Regions from separate parts of the Ovis aries genome. Here region 2 is linked to region 1. A link is a contact called in public Hi-C data. All regions are on one chromosome and are shown on one strand. Each heading gives the region's core, a stretch centred on a gene start, on an enhancer-like site or on the middle of the called end of the contact. The rest is flanking DNA. Distances are from core to core; before and after follow the strand shown. Region 1 overlaps NID2 (nidogen 2). Region 2 has its middle 72 kb from the start of NID2.

Evidence for each region. Hi-C and Micro-C count contacts between places; a contact is called where the count stands out from the background.
Region 2: a contact with region 1 is called in a Hi-C map of tail adipose tissue, with 5 times the contacts expected there. The contact joins two enhancer-like sites. A contact is called at or near these places in 10 of 16 Hi-C or Micro-C datasets (blood, hypothalamus, liver and 4 more).

What each region holds. Positions count from the first base shown.
Region 1 is chr7:43,158,686-43,166,489 of ARS-UI_Ramb_v3.0, forward strand. NID2 (nidogen 2) reads right to left here. Exons shown (of 20, transcript XM_004010528.5): 4 at 7,164-7,804. Among named protein-coding and RNA genes, the nearest start is that of NID2, 21 kb to the right of the region's middle. Within about 2 kb of position 3,761, at least 3 of the 54 cell types and tissues checked have an H3K27ac peak or open chromatin away from gene starts, as enhancers often do.
Region 2 is chr7:43,251,242-43,259,045 of ARS-UI_Ramb_v3.0, forward strand. No RefSeq gene overlaps it. Among named protein-coding and RNA genes, the nearest start is that of NID2, 72 kb to the left of the region's middle. Within about 2 kb of position 5,195, at least 4 of the 54 cell types and tissues checked have an H3K27ac peak or open chromatin away from gene starts, as enhancers often do.

The DNA of each region.
Region 1 (7,804 bases), core at 2,511-5,010:
GGTTTGGGGATCTTTTAAAACTGTGTATGTAGAGGGGAGGGGAGCTGCATGCTCAGGATGGGACTTGCTGAGCCAGGAATACAAGCTGTGCTTTCCAGACCGTGCAGGCCACACCAGGGGGAACGTGGGTATGCTCGTGGTCAGAGGAACATCCAGTTCCTTTTCTGTACCTGCCTCCATGTGCAGATGAGCACATGTAATACTGGCAGTGTCAACCTAGGTGAAAGGCAAAGGCTACCATTTTCTTTCAGTAATTCAAACAAGTATTTACCAAGAACTCCCTATGCACCTGGCCCTGGAGTAGGAACTGAGGATACAGCAGGGAACAAGAGAAACAAAAATTCCTGTCCTGGACTTCCCTGGTGGCACAGTAGATGGAAATCCGCCTGCCTTGCAGGGGCCATGGGTTCAATACCTGGTCCGGGAAGAGTCCACATGCCTCTGAACAGCTAAGCCCGTGCACCACAGCTACTGAAGCCTTCGTGCTCTAGAGAGCCGGTGCTCTGCAGCAAGAGAAGACACTAGCAATGAGAACCCTGCACACTGCAACCAAGACTAGTTCCCCCATGCTGCAAACAGAGAACGCCCTCGTGCAGCAACAAAGACCCAGCGTGGCCAGAAATAAATTTAATTAAAAAAAAATAATTTCCTGTCCTGAAGCTTATATCCCCCTCCCTAGACAACAGTCAACAGACAGGTAAATTATTTGGCATGAGGGATAATATCCAGAGCTATGCAGAAACTTAAGTCAGGGAGGGACGGGAGGGCGAAGGTGACTCTGGGCAGAGGCCTGGAGGAGAGGAGGATGAGTGAGGGCAGGCACGCCCTAGCAGGCAGGCAGGCATGTGGGAGAAACAGGGGCAGGGAGAGGGGATAAGGCCGGAGAAGTAGCTCTGGCCACTTCCTGTCAGGCCTGGAAGGTCGAGGGGAGGATCTGGGTTTTAGTCTGAGCGAGGTGGGAAGCTGCTGGAGGGTTTGGAGCAGACGGGTGATGCTGTGTGGTGGGGAAAGGGGCGGTGGCTTGGTCGTCGGAGGTGCTCATGGAGGGGCTGGAGAAGCGACCAGATCTGGAGTGCTGTGAGGTGGAGCTGATGGACTGGACAGAGGGAGAACAGGAGGAGGAGTCGGGGGTAAGGCAGAGAGAGGGGAGGCGGGTGGGGAGGAGAAGAGGAGCAAGAAAGGGCTCCACAGGGATGTTCATTTCCTGACGTGGGAACTGGAAGCCTGGAGCGGCCACTTACTGGAGGAGGTCTGTGGGAGGTCAGTTCTGGCAGCACCTTTGAGGCGCCTGGGAAGCTCCACTCTGGCTCTGACAGGTACTTACATCTTCAGCATGGTGCCAGGATGAGGGAACGCTGCCTTCCTTCCTATGAATTCTGGGAACTGCTGCATCAGAATCACCTGGGATCCCAACTAAAAATGCAAATTCCTAGGGCACACCTTTGACCTACCAATTCAGACTCAGTGGGCAGATCCCGAGTCTGCACCGTAGCCACTCCTGGGGTCTCTTATGCCCATGGATGACAATGGTCAGCATATTTGCAAACCGTCCCTTTCTGAGTTGGAGAATGCGGTTTCATGTAGTGAATGAATTTCATCTGACCAATTAATTAGCAGCTCCTGGGGTGGGTGGGTTTCAGGGAATGCTTTAGCATTCACTCCTGCCCTGGCTGAGAAGCAGGACGCTGCGCTGGATGGCCCACTTAGGCTAAGTCTCCAAGTGTGGAACGTGAAGATCCTTAATGGAGGAAACCAGGTGCCCAGGACCCAGGTCTTTATCCGGGCAAGAAAAGCCAGACTTCTGGCCAATGTACTTCTCAAACTTCTATGGGAACTGCAGGTAGATTCAAGGATGCTGAACCCCATGGAGGTGGGGAATCAGTGTCTGAATCCCAGATGGATGAGATGTGCAGTGAGTACCTTTTCTTTCTCAGTGGTCATTTCTATGCCTCTTTATCTCACAGTTGTAAATGTGTTTTCACACACTTCTTCCTGTTCCACAAAGACTATGTGATCTTCTGGCTCTAAATCCCACACTCCTTCCCTCATATCAGCAATACTCAATTGAAGTGGACTTCAGAATCACTAGGGACCTGGCTTAAACAGGCAGATTCTGGGTCAGAAGGTGGAGGAGGGGTGTGGAATCAGCATTTTAAACCAGGGCCATGAAAGAAAGAGCCACAAGTGGACTAGAGCCACACTTCAAGAAATCTAGCTTTCATCCCACAGATTCCTCTCTCCCAAATTTTACCCACTGGGCAGGCTTCACTCCAGACGCTCTGGGGGCCCACGTTCTGCCTGGCGGCTCCTGTCACAAGGGAGGGACAAGTCTGCTGGCAACTAGGACCTCACAGGAGGGTGGAGGGCAGCCAGGTCTGAATAGGCTCAGTTTGCAGCAGTTTTGTTAAATGAGGTTAGACAATTGCTAAAAGAATCTCCGTATGAGGATTTAAAAAACGTCATTTCTTTTTTTTTTTTTTTTTCGTTAAATGTTTTTTCACTCTTTTCCTATCCTTAACGGAAAGAAAAAATGAGGGTGGAGTCACGGGGCTATATCAGGAAAAAGAAAGAGAGGCGCTGCCAGGGCACTTGAGACTTGTCCTAACTGGGAGATTTTCACACAAATGGAAAACTCGTCCTCTGCACTTATTCTGATCCATCCTTCAGTCTTCATTTCTCCAAAGATCTTTAAGCACTCATCTTCAGCCTTGGCCCAGCCATGTGGAAGACTGGCAGGCTCCAGGGTACAGACCAGATTCACCGTGCAAACGGGGACCAAGGGCTTTCCTGAGCTGGCCCTGCCTCTGGCAACTGGGCTGACCTTTCTTTAACAGCTCTTCCTGCTACCTCAAGATAAAGAACCTACATTTTTCACTGCAGGACAGAGTTTTTCTAAGTTTCCCACCTCACAGCATAATAGACGAATTAAGAAAAACCACATCCAGCTTTATAATGAAAAACAGTAGCAGGCTTTTCCCTCCAGTGTTCATTTGTTTTTGGTGTATATGTATGGTACATAGTGAAGCTGGCTGGGCAAACAGGTATTAGGACCCTGTTTTTTGTTGAGGGGAGGGTTACATCTGACCCTCGAAGGCTCTCCCTTAAGGTGTCTTCAGCGGTATGGGCGACCCTCTTGTTCACATTCCCTTAGCAACCTGGGGGTGCCCCCCACCCCTGGAGAGGGGCTTTTGTGTCTGGAAGGCTGGGTTGGGCAGCAGAGCCTGTTTGAGTTCATCCCAGGGTAGAAGCTACTTGAGACACATCCCTAAGGCCTTTCCCAAGGCCAGAAGCCACAGGGAAACCCTATTCACATCTTGGGCCTTCCCTGCATGACTGCCATCCAAGTACAATCAACAGGATCGCAGGCCAGAGTGAGAACGCCTGAGGGTGCTGAAAGCCAGGTGTCGCCTTTCCAATTCATCATGCAGACTGAGGTCAAATTAAGCTCCTCATTGCACCACCTGGGCAGGTAGGTTTCAGAATCTTAAGAATCTCTATGGCCCCTGTGAATCAAGCTCGTCCCTGCTGCCCACAATACTGGCTCCAGGCAGCAAAAGCCTTGCTGGCAGCTGCCTCTTACACCTACCCTCTATAACTCTCCTCTCTCTCCCCATTTCCACCTTATAACCTCCACTCTTGTCACTCCTCTGTCCAGAATATGCCCCAGTTTCTCTCTCCCAAAACTGAGGCCTTGACCTCAAGACCTGGCTCAAGTCCTCCTTCTCCAGGAAGACGTCCCTGACACACCACAGGTGGATCTGCCCTGCATGGTGCTTGCTCTAACCTTCCATGGCTCTGCTGCAGTCCTGGCCTGCCTCTTACCCCAACAAATCATTCAGTACTTCAGGCTTCCGTCTCCTTCTCTGCACTGTGGGAAGGATCTACTGTGCAGGGCAATTCTGAGGATTAACTGCGCTAGTGGCATCCAAGCAAAGTTCCCGCTCAGAGTCCAAGTGGACACCCAATAAATATGAGTGAAGACTTCCACTAGTGCCCTGATCAGAGGAGGGTCAGGTAATTTTTGGTTTGACAACAAGTTTCCAGAGTTGCTTGGAGAAACAATACCCCTGAAACAGAGAAAGTTTGTGCAGCCAATTTACTGCTAGTTTTATGGTCTACAAAAAGATAAAGAAAACAATAAGCTTGAGGCTAGAACTAGAGTGAAATTGGGACATTCTTGCCTGGTGTGGACATGATCTAAAAAGAATCTAGATTTCTCAACAAAAACTCTATAAAAATAAAATTTTTTTTTTCCTTAGGGACTAAAGAGAAGGGAAATCTATTTAATTTCTTGGTTTAGCAAGTTAACCACTATGAAACTTAAAGGCGAAAGTAAAATCTACTGGGCCTGGTGCTTCCATGCCCAATTTTAATTCTTGCAACTCTTCGATGAGGTCCCAGGCGGCGCTAGTGGTAAAGAACCTGCCTGCCAATGCAGGCGATATTAGACTTAGGTTCGACCCCTGAGTTGGAAAGATCCCCTGGAGAAGGGCACAGCAACCCACTCCAGTATTCCTGCCTGGAGAATCCCACGCACAGAACTGGGCCACAGTCCACAGGGTCGCAAAGAGCTAGACACAACTGAAGCAACGTAGTACACACAGCACACACACATTATCTCTGCTTCACAGCTGAAGAAAATGAGACTCCAACAGAGCAAATGTCTTATCCTAAACCACATAACAGAGCTGGAAATCAAACTCAAGTCCATTGAAAACCAAAATCCACACTCCTCCACTCCATCATTAGAAAAAGCTGGCAACGTGGCTCAAGGCTGGCATTTTAGCAGGCAGTGTTCAACGTGAGTCTTGCCCACCCCATCCACTAACTTTCCCAGAGGGAGTCCACTTTTGCCTGATAGACTTGGGGGATGCTAATGTTTTGTTTGAAAAAACAAACTTCACTACCAAGAAAAACCAAGTAATTAATAACTGCATGGTTCTATACAGTCAGCCCTCTGGTGTCCACAAGTTCAGCAACTGCATATTCAAGAAGCTGAGGATTCTGTGCTGTGTTTAAGATCCACGGTTTTAGGAACCCACAGCTGGGGGAGCTGAGGTTGTAGAACCGGGGATCCGAAGGGCTGACTGAGGGCCTTGAGCATACAGATTTTGGTTTCTGCATGGGAAGAGGGGGTCCTGGAATAAGTTCCCCGAGGATACTGAGTCTTCCTAAAGCCTGAGATGAAATCAGAGGTTCAACTATTTTTCATTTCTGCTTTCAAGTTTTAAAGCTTTCTCTCTCTGCTAATATGGTGGCTGATTTTTCTTTTTCCAAAGTTCAAAAACGTATAGATTTTTCCCCCTAAATGTCTCATTGTATTACCCAGATGTTTCAAACGCATGTTGCCATTTCCGAGATGTCAGGGGTAGGCGTTATCTAGCAGCTGGTAAATATCATAGTTCATGCCCCACGAGAGTTATGGCTGCTGCCTCTGTTCTCTATGGCCAGTTCCCTTGGCCTCCTACAGTTACGCCGCTTCTCTCAGCCCCTCACAGCTCAAAACAGGGCGTGCAGCCCGTTCTTAACCCTTTAACAAATCACTCTAGGGATCTGCTTTCTAATATTCCAAGCTCTTCTCAGGGCAGGAAGTCACAACCCACAAATGAAAAGACCACTTTGGAGCATATCTTTACCTCAAAATCTCTTTGGTCAACAGAAACCAACACAATATTGTAAGCAATTATCGTCCAGTTAAAAATAAATATTTTTTTAAAAAAAGAAAAAAACAAGTCTTTGATACTTGGCTTTATATTTTCTTTAGATATATGTCACTTATGCTGAAAATTCAGGAGACTAGACTAAAAAGGTGTGAAGGTTCTGAAGCCTCCCCATAAAATTTGCATCTCTCTCTTGAGAGAAAGGCAGTCCTTAGGCACAAATTAAAGCACAAGTACTTAACAAGCCCACTCTTCCTTCTCTACCACCCCACCCCCATTCCCACTGCTTTAAATCCTCTATAATTAGTAAAAGCAGCCACCACTTATTAAGATCTAACTAGTACAGACACTAACCTAAGACCTTCATTATCTCTTTCAATCCTCTCAACAAATTTAGGAGAAACTAGAGGTTTGGGGTTACATGAAGCCAGCATGACAGCCAAGATTCAACCCTAAGTCTGACACCAATGTTCTCCTTGTCATCATTACCCAGCGTCACCACAGTCACGAAATAGTTTCATCCCCCCACCTCGCAAAAGAAGCGCTTCTTCAAGCAAATTCCTGCAGGTCAGGGGCCACTGCAGAACCACCTGAAAGACCTTTTGCTAGGTCAACCTGTTTTACCGTAAAAAGTATGGGAAACAGGAAAGGTGAAGAAAAAACACAAAGGTTCTAAAGAATGCTTTCACCTCTGACCTCTTCCCTCCTGTCAGAGGTCAGATGAGCAGTCCCTGGAACAAATGGGATAAATCTGTGGCCAGTTTCCCATTCAGGTGTTCACATAAAGCTGACCTGACAAGTCTCGCCTTCAAGAGAAGGCGACATGGGCTCCGTGTCTATATTAATTAACCGAGGCCTCCCCTGGGCATTTCTCTGCTGGCCCCTCACTCTGGTCAGTGAGTCATGAAATGAGGACAAGGCTCCAGGGAGCTGAATAGCACAGCTGCACAGCCGTGAACCAGAAATGACAAGACACAGGTGGTTCGAAGTTTTCTCCCCAGGGGTCCCCTCTCCCACACACTCCACCACCATGTCCCTAACTGAGGGGAGCACTGAGGTCATCCCATTACGGAAGAAGAATCTGGAATGTTCATCCCAGCCAGAACAACTCATCACTTGAAACTAAAGCCCGAAGCCCTCTATCACCATAATATGTGTGAGGCCTCAAAAACGCTTTACCTTTGTTGAACTTTCAGACTAAAATACTTCATTCCACTTGAGAGCGTAGCTGGCACGAGCAACCCCCAGTTTTTCCCCACGTGCTTCAAGAAGCCCCTTTTTTTAAAAAAAATATTATTAATGGTCAACAGATTCCAAACAGAATTTGCCTGCCAAGATTTCTTTGGCAACGAAAAGATACTTGGGTTTTAAAAATAAGTCCCCAGCTTCTTTTTGCTAAACTCTTCATCTACACGCTTGAAAGAAAATTCATGAGTCTCTGCAAGACCAGCATTTTTTTTTTTTTCAATGAATTCTTAGCACCCACGGTTCAAATCCACTTACCCTCAGTGTTGGAGCTGATGTCGTCCTCCACCCCGACCACTTGCCTCCGGTGACCCAGGTGCGGGGCGTGGTCAGGCCCAGGGTAGTTGGGAAGGGCCGCCTCTCCTCCGGGATGGGCTGGAAGAGCATCCTGGTCCGCTGGCCCAGCTCCTCCCTCTAGGGAGGGCGGCGGGGCTTCCCCGGGAGGAGCAGGTGACTCTCCTTCAGTCTCTGGAGGAGCAGGGACTCTGGTCCCTGGCTGTTGAGAAGACTCGACTCGCTGTTTTAAATCCGGGGCATTGGTCTCCCCCTGAGGTCTCCTCTCTTCGGTGTGAGGGTCCAAGGGGGAAGCTTCTGTTTCAGGCCCACCCCGAGATGCTGAACGTGGCACAGGGGAGGCCAGGTCAGAATCTGGAGCAGAGATCCTACCTCCTAAAGAAACATCGATTGTGCTGTGGCCATTTGATGCCTCCGCTGGCTCACTAGGCGGGTATTCAATTTCCTCCTCATTCTCATCATATTCATCCAAAGTGTCCTGAGTGTAGTCATCCTCCAGGGCCACGGCATGGCTGAAGGACTGTCCCAGAGGGGCCCAAGGATGGGCTTTGGAAAGGACTCCTCCAACGGTCGCTGGCCTGACGTTGTCCAACGGGGAAGTGCTG
Region 2 (7,804 bases), core at 3,945-6,444, 94 kb after region 1:
TGATTTTTTTAGGCAAGAATACTTCTTAAGTGGTGTGTTTTTCTTATTGTAGAACATCATTATACAGTCCAGTTGTTTTATTTTTAATTATACCAAGTGAATTGGTAGATTCAGGTGATAGCAATCCAATATTTCCATTATGAAGTTCTTCATTGACTTTTCTTTTTTTTTTTGGCTGTGCCTGGTCTCAGCTATAGTATGTGGGATCTTTGTTGCCATGTGGAGGATCTATTTCCCTGATCAGGGATGGAACCTGTGTATCCTGCATTGGGAGCACAGTCTTAACCACTGGACCATGAGGGAAGTCCCTCTTCATTGACTTTTAACTTAACTGTTTTAGCAAAAATAATTGTTGTCTAGATCCATTGTTTTATTTGGAGTTGCAAAATGATGATTTTATAATTCCATCATTCCTTCTGCATTCACTGGTTGAATTATTCCATAAAGAACCTTCCCTCATCAATAATTTGGTTATCATGAAATATAGTTCATACAGGAAAGGCAGAATAAAATCCTTGATATTTCCCTTTTTAATACATTTTTATATTTCAAGAAGCAATAATGAGAACTGGATGGAACAACAGACTGGTTCCAAATTGGGAAAGGTGTATGTCAAGGCTGTATATTGTCATGCTGCTTATTTAACTTATATGCAGAGTACATCATGTGAAATGTTGGGCTGGATGAAGCACAAGCTGGAATCAAGATTGCCGGGAGAAATATCAACAACCTCAGATATGCAGATGATACCACTCTTATGGCAGAATGTGAAGAAGAACTAAAGAGCCTCTTGATGAAATTGAAAGAAGAGTAAAAAGTTGGCTTAACATCAAAATTCAGAAAACCAAGATCATGGCATCTGGTCCCATCACTTCATGGCAAATAGATGGGGAAACAGTGGAAACAGTGGCAGACTATTTTTGTGGGCACCAAAGTCACTGCAGATGGTAACAGCAACCATGAAATTAAAAGACACTTACTCCTTGGAAGGAAAGTTATGACCAACGTAGACAGTATATTAAAAAGCAGACATTACTTTGCCAACAAAGGTAGTCTAGTCAAAGCTGTGGTTTTTCCAGTAGTCATATATGGATGTGAGAGTTGGACTATAAATAAAGTTGCTGCTGCTGCTGCTAAGTCACTTCAGTCATGTCCGACTCTGGGTGACTCCATAGACGGCAGCCCACCAGGCTTCCCCGTCCCTGGGATTCTCCAGGCAAGAACACTGGAGTGGGTTGCCATTTCCTTCTCCAATGCATGAAAGTGAAAAGTGAAAGGGAAGTCGCTCAGTCGTGTCTGACTCTTTGTGACCCCATGGACCGCAGCCTACCAGGCTCCTCTGTCCATGGGATTTTCCAGGCAAGAGTACTGGAGTGGGGTGCCATCACCTTCTCCGTAAATAAAGTTGAGTGCCAAAGAACTGATGTTTCTGAATTGTGGTGTTGAAGAAGATTCTTGAGAGTCCCTTGGACTGCAAGGAGATCCAACCAGTCAATCCTAAAGGAAATCAGTCCTGAATATTCATTGGAAGGACTGATGTTGAAGCTGAAACTCCAATACTTTGGCCACCTGATGCATAGAACTGACTCTTTGGGAAAGACCCTGATGCTGAGAAAGATTGAAGGCAGCAGAAGGGGATGATGGAGGATGAGATGGTTGGATGGCAGTCCATTGGATCACAGAGTCAGACACGACTGAGCAACTGAGTTGAACTGAATACATTTTTGAGTGATGATCTGGTGCCCTAGTGACCTCCGAAAACGACCAAAGACATTTTTTTAAATCATTATCAGTTCAGTTCAGTTCGGTCGTTCAGTAATATCCGACTCTTTGTGATGCCATGAATCGCAGCATGCCAGGCCTCCCTGTCCATCACCGACTCCCAGAGTTTACCCAAACTCATGTCCATTGAGTCAGTGATGCCATCCAACTATCTCATCCTCTGTTGTCCCCTTCTCCTCCTGCCCCCAATCCCTCCCAGCATCAGGGTCTTTTCAAATGAGTCAGCTCTTTGCATCAGGTGGCCAAAGTAGTGGAGTTTCAGCTTCAACATCAGTCCTTCCAATGAATATTCAGGAACGATTTCCTTTAGGATAGACTGGTTGGACCTCCTTGCAGTCCAAGGGACTCTCAAGAGTCTTCTCCAACACCACAGTTCAGAAGCATCAATTTTTCAGTGCTCAGCTTTCTTTATAGTCCAACTCTCACATCCATACATGACTACTGGAAAAACCATAGCCTTGACTAGACAGACTTTTGTTGACAAAGTAATGTCTCTGCTTTTTAATATGCTGTCTACGTTGGTTATAACTTCCCTCCAAAGAGTAAGCATCTTTTAATTTCAGGGCTACAGTCACCATCTGCAGTGATTTTGGAGCCCCCAAAATAAAGTCTGCCACTGTTTCCACTGTTTCCCCATCTATTTGCCATGAAGTGATGGGACTGGATGCCATGATCTTAGTTTTCTGAATGTTGAGCTTTAAGCCAATTTTTTCACTCTCCTCTTTCACGTTCATCAAGAGGCTTTTAGTTCCTCTTCACTTTCTGCCATAAGGGTGGTGTCATCTGCATATCTGAGGTTATTGAGATTTCTCCCGGCAATCTTGATTCCAGCTTGTGCTTCTTCCAGTCCAGCGTTTCTCATGATGTACTCTGCATATAAGTTAAATAAGCAGGGTGACAATATACTGCCTTGACGTACTCCTTCTCCTATTTGGAACCAGTCTGTTGTTCCAAGGCCAGTTCTAACTGTTGCTTCCTGACCTGCATAAATTCATTAATTTTTCATTACCTGATGTGTTCTAATTTTTTTCATGTACAAATTGCCCCATCTTTGGCCAGTGGGAGCCTCTTAAGAATGGCTTTTACATGGTTTCGATTTGACTATTTGTTTTGAAAGATTTCCTCACTATTTTTTTCATGTACAAGTTGCCCCATCTTTGGCCAGTGGGAGCCTCTTAAGAATGGCTTTTACATGGTTTCGATCTGACTATTTGTTTTGAAGATTTCCTCATTTCTTCTTTGACTTAGACTCACTTTTTAAGTCCTGCCCTAAACTTAGAATCTGTGAAGAGTCAGGCACAACTGAGTGACTAAGCACAGCACAGGGCAAACTTGGAATCAGGCATTTCCCCAAAGATTTCTGGTTTCTCTTAGTAGGGAATGGTATTCAGAGACCATAATGTGAATGCCTGTTGTGCTTATTACTACTAAATTCATTGTTTCTAGGTCTTTTCAACAGTCAGAGCAATGAAATATGTTTTTTTTAATTTAAGAGACAAAAAATGAGTTTATACTGATATTTCCTATTCAAATATGAGATTATGGGATTTTTACTTAACTCTGTTGGTTTTATACTCTTAGTAATCTTATGTTATTAGTAATACTGATGCTTCAGCATCTCTTACTTTTGAGTCAACAGCCAAGGTTCACCAGATATTTAAGAAAATCTGAACACTGAAAACAGAAACAATAAAAGTAATTTGAAATATATCAATGTAAAAAACATTATACTTAACATCCTCAGAGACACAAGAGATAATATTACCCCCATGGATTTATTACAAAGAAATCTTAACCTGCATTAAATGTGTTCTTTTCAAACTAAAGCTAATAAGTAATGATGGTACTAATAATATCACAGAAATCAAACTGATCAGCAAGGGAGAAGTAATATACAGATATAAGTCAGTTAGGAAAAACCATGCAATCTTAAATTTAAATTGGAAATATCAGTAAGAATTCAAGTTTCTCTCATTTTCAAATGTGTAAACGTTCTCACTCTTTACTCTGAAAAATCCACAAAACAGTGATAATTCAGTAGCAAAGACTATCTCTTATGCCCATACGGTGGTCTCCAAATACCATTTCCCAGTGAAAAGAAACTAGGAATCCTTGGGAAAATACAACAAAGACGCAACAGCCAAACATAGAACATGAAATTCTGTAGATGTGATCAAATGTTTGATCAAATTTCTCCTACAAATAAATGGCCCTGAAAAAGAGAGAGAGGAGCACTTCCCTGGTGGGCCAGAAGTTGACAGTCCGCCTGCCAATGTTCGAACCCTGGTCTGAGAAGATTCTACATGCCGAAGAGCAACTAAACCGGTAGGCCATAATTACCGAAGCCTGGGCGCCCTAGAGCCTGCGTGCCACAAATACTGAGGCTGTGTGCGCAGCTACTGAAACCCACAAACCTAGAGCCTGTGTCCCGCAGTAAGCGAAGCCACTGCAATTGAGAAGCTCATGCACTGCAACAAAGAGCAGACCCTGCTCGCCACAACTAGAGAAAGCCGGGGCACAGCAAAGGTCCAGTACAGGCATTAATAACACTCTTTAAAACTTTTTAGAAACAGAGGAAATAAATAATATGCATTGTGTGGATCTTGTTTGAATCCTGTAGTACAAGAAATAGATGGTCTTTATCCATGATTATATGATATTAAAAATTATTAATTTTATTACATATGATAGTAGAATTATTATGTGGAAAAAGGGACCTTACCAGTTTTTGTAGCTGAGATGATATAGTTGGGATTTGCTTTAATACACTGGAAGAGAAAGACGTGGAGGAGACATAAGTGAAAGAAATTTGGCAAAATACTGATAAATACTAAAGCTAGGTGGTACGGGTTCAACATACTGTTTTTTTGTATGTTCTTTGTATGTTTGTATGTTTGAAAATGACCTTAATTTTAAAAAGTTTAAAAAAACAGAACTCTGTTTAGAAACAAACTCTTATTTAGAAACACTAAAGAGGACCTAAATACATGGAGAGATATTAGGATATAATTAACTAATGAAGTTAATTAAAGGCACACAGGACGCAAGAGAGAATCCAGCCCCAATTCCACGCCTCAGGCTCCAGCAAGCAGCAGGATGTGCCTGACATCCCCCAAAGCTTCAGTCCAGGGCCTAGACTTGGCTCCAGATGTCCGTTGACCCCTGGGCCTCCCTGGCCTAGGGCGGCAGGTCCCGTTGCCGTTCCCAGGCTGCTGGTGGGAGGTCCTTTGTGTAGTGGGCTGCACGTGCAGCTTCCTAATTCGCAGAGCCCTTTTGGACACGCGTGAATAGCTGGTTACAGTCTCCACATTTTTATGCAGATGCTCCTGCGGGGGGTGGAGACTAGAGGCAGCAGCAACTGATAAGGAAACCATGGAGGGTAGCTCTCCCTAAGAGACCCCACAGGAAACCTGCACAAACTCACATCCCTTTTGGTTTGTTCCTCTGCGTGGCTGCCGGTTTCAGCCGTGCTTCGGTGTCCCCTTCTCCAGCTTCCGGCTCCCCCAGCAGCTGTTGTTTCCCTCACTCCCTCTGCTCCCATCCAAGGTACAGGAGGACTTCATTCCATTTAGAGAACTCCTGGTGTTTCCTGGCTGCTGGGGATGATTCATTTTTACTCCCTGGAATCTTCTCTGTGGCCAGAACATTGTTTTCCATATCCTTCCCACCCCCACCCCCAGGAAAGAACAAAAGGCAATATTTGGTCTTCTGGCTGGAATCTAATCACCCCATCCCATACATGGTTTGGGCTGTGGTTCCTCCAGCTCATCTCACAAAACATTTTGAGATAAACTCTAACAAGGGGACATGGTCGATTCCCAGTTGAAGTGATGTATTATATGATTCATCTGTTCCCTAAGATTTCCAGTTATAGTCATGAAATCTGGCCTCTACCCCTAAAGCTAACCTTTATGTTTATAAGAAATAACCCTAGTAACCCACACATTTTCAGAGCTGCAATCATGCTTCCATGAGGTTGTAAACTCAGCAAGATAAAGTTTTCTCTGTTGCAAATCAGCTATGCTTGAAAAGTTGGTAGAGTTGAAATAAGCTATAAATAAGATAGATTTGATGAAGTTCTAATTCAAGAATTTCATTTTCTCACTTCTGCCCCAAACCATGGCCAGATCAACTGCATTTTATTTCACATTGTGATCCCAGAAGGAGCCATACCATTTTAGAAAGAAGGATGAACAATGGATTCAAGCCATCCAGAATTAGATTTGCAACAGAGGGCAAATAAGGTCCTCAGAATCAAAGAATGTTAGGGGGAGAGAGATGTTAGTCAGGATCTACCCTCTCCTTTTAGAAGTGAGAAAACTAAAGTCCAAAGAGAGTCATATTTTCCTAAGGTCACAGAGGTAGCAAGTGAAAACAGGTTCAAAACCAGGTTTAAAACCAGAAGACCCCAACCCACCCTCTCACTCATGCTAGCTTCTGAAAAGTCCTCCTTGCTTGGCTTCGCCTCCTTGCTGGCCTATTCTCCCGTCACCAGCCACCTCCTCTATAGCACCCCTTGGCTCCTCTCTCTCCTGGCTCAGAACTGTTCACTCACTCTTAGCTGTCCCCCATAACTTTCCAGTCGTATCACACGCTGCACCCCTGTGCCTTCCCAGACCACATGGAAAAGTAGCTCTTCCCCAAGAGAGCCCTGTGCTGACCTACATCTTTTCCAATGCAGTTTTCTCTGCCCAGAAGATTCTTCTTCTCTATCTTTACCAGGAAAAATCCTCCTTCCTTTCAGAGGATCAGTTCAGATGCTACTTCCTTCATATTCAGATGCAATTTCTTCATTGCTGCTGCTGCTGCTGCTAAGTCGCTTCAGTCGTGTCCAACTCTGCGCGACCCCCATAGACGGCAGCCCACCAGCCTCCCCCGTCCCTGGGATTCTCCAGGCAAGAACACTGGAGTGGGTTGCCATTTCCTTCTCCAATGCATGAAAGTAAAAAGTGAAAGTGAAGTCACTCAGTTGTGCCCAACTCTTAGCGACCCCATGGACTGCAGCCTACCAGGCTCCTCCATCCATGGGATTTTCCAGGCAAGAGTACTGGAGTGGGGTGCCATTGCCTTCTCCAATTTCTTCATTAGCTCTCCCTAAATGAAATCTATCTCTCCACTGTCTCCCTGCGCTGCATACTGTGGACCTTGGGTTTTATAGATATTCCATCTGGCGTAATTCTGTAGCTAGTTATGAACATTCTGCTTCTTCCCACTAGTTTATAAACTCCTGTAAGTCAAAGACCAGATCTCATTTGATAGAGATAGTTAGCAGAGTTATTTGCTCAGAGTAAACATAAAAAATTTTTTTGTTCAAATGAATATAACAAAACAGAAACAAACTCACAGATACAGAAAACAAACTAGTGGTTACCAGTGGGAAAGGAAAGGAGAAAGAGGCAAAACACAGGGAGGTGTTAAGAGATATAAACTACTATGTATAAAATAAATATGGTACAAGGATATATTGTACAGCACAAGAAATAAAGCCAATGCCTTATAATAACTTTAAATGGAGCATAATCTATAAAGATATTGAATCCCTATGTTGTCTACCTGAAACTAATATTGTAAATTAACTATAATTCAATAAAAATTTTAAATTAAAAAAATTAAACTGCATTAAAATCTATTATCTTTAGAAACTCACAGCATTTAGATATGCAATTCTAAAGAGCTGAACCTAAGTGTTTTACATATTTCAATCCCTGATGTTCTCAGGTATGCTGAATGGCACTTCTATCTCCTACAATGCATCTTGGATAAAAACAAGGAGGATTATTTTTCCTTTGCTATTTACTTAGATCCTACTCAGCAAAAGGTTCAACTAAAGATATACCTGTTGAACATATAATAATTGTCAACTGTCACTGTCTGCTATTAAAGAAACTGACAATAGACTAATAGCTTAAAGAACTACCTTTGATTAGGAATCAGAAGACCTTGGGTCTACTTTAAATGATATCAAATTTCTATCAGTATGACCTTGGACCAGTCACTTAATCTCTGTTCATTAGTAAAAAGG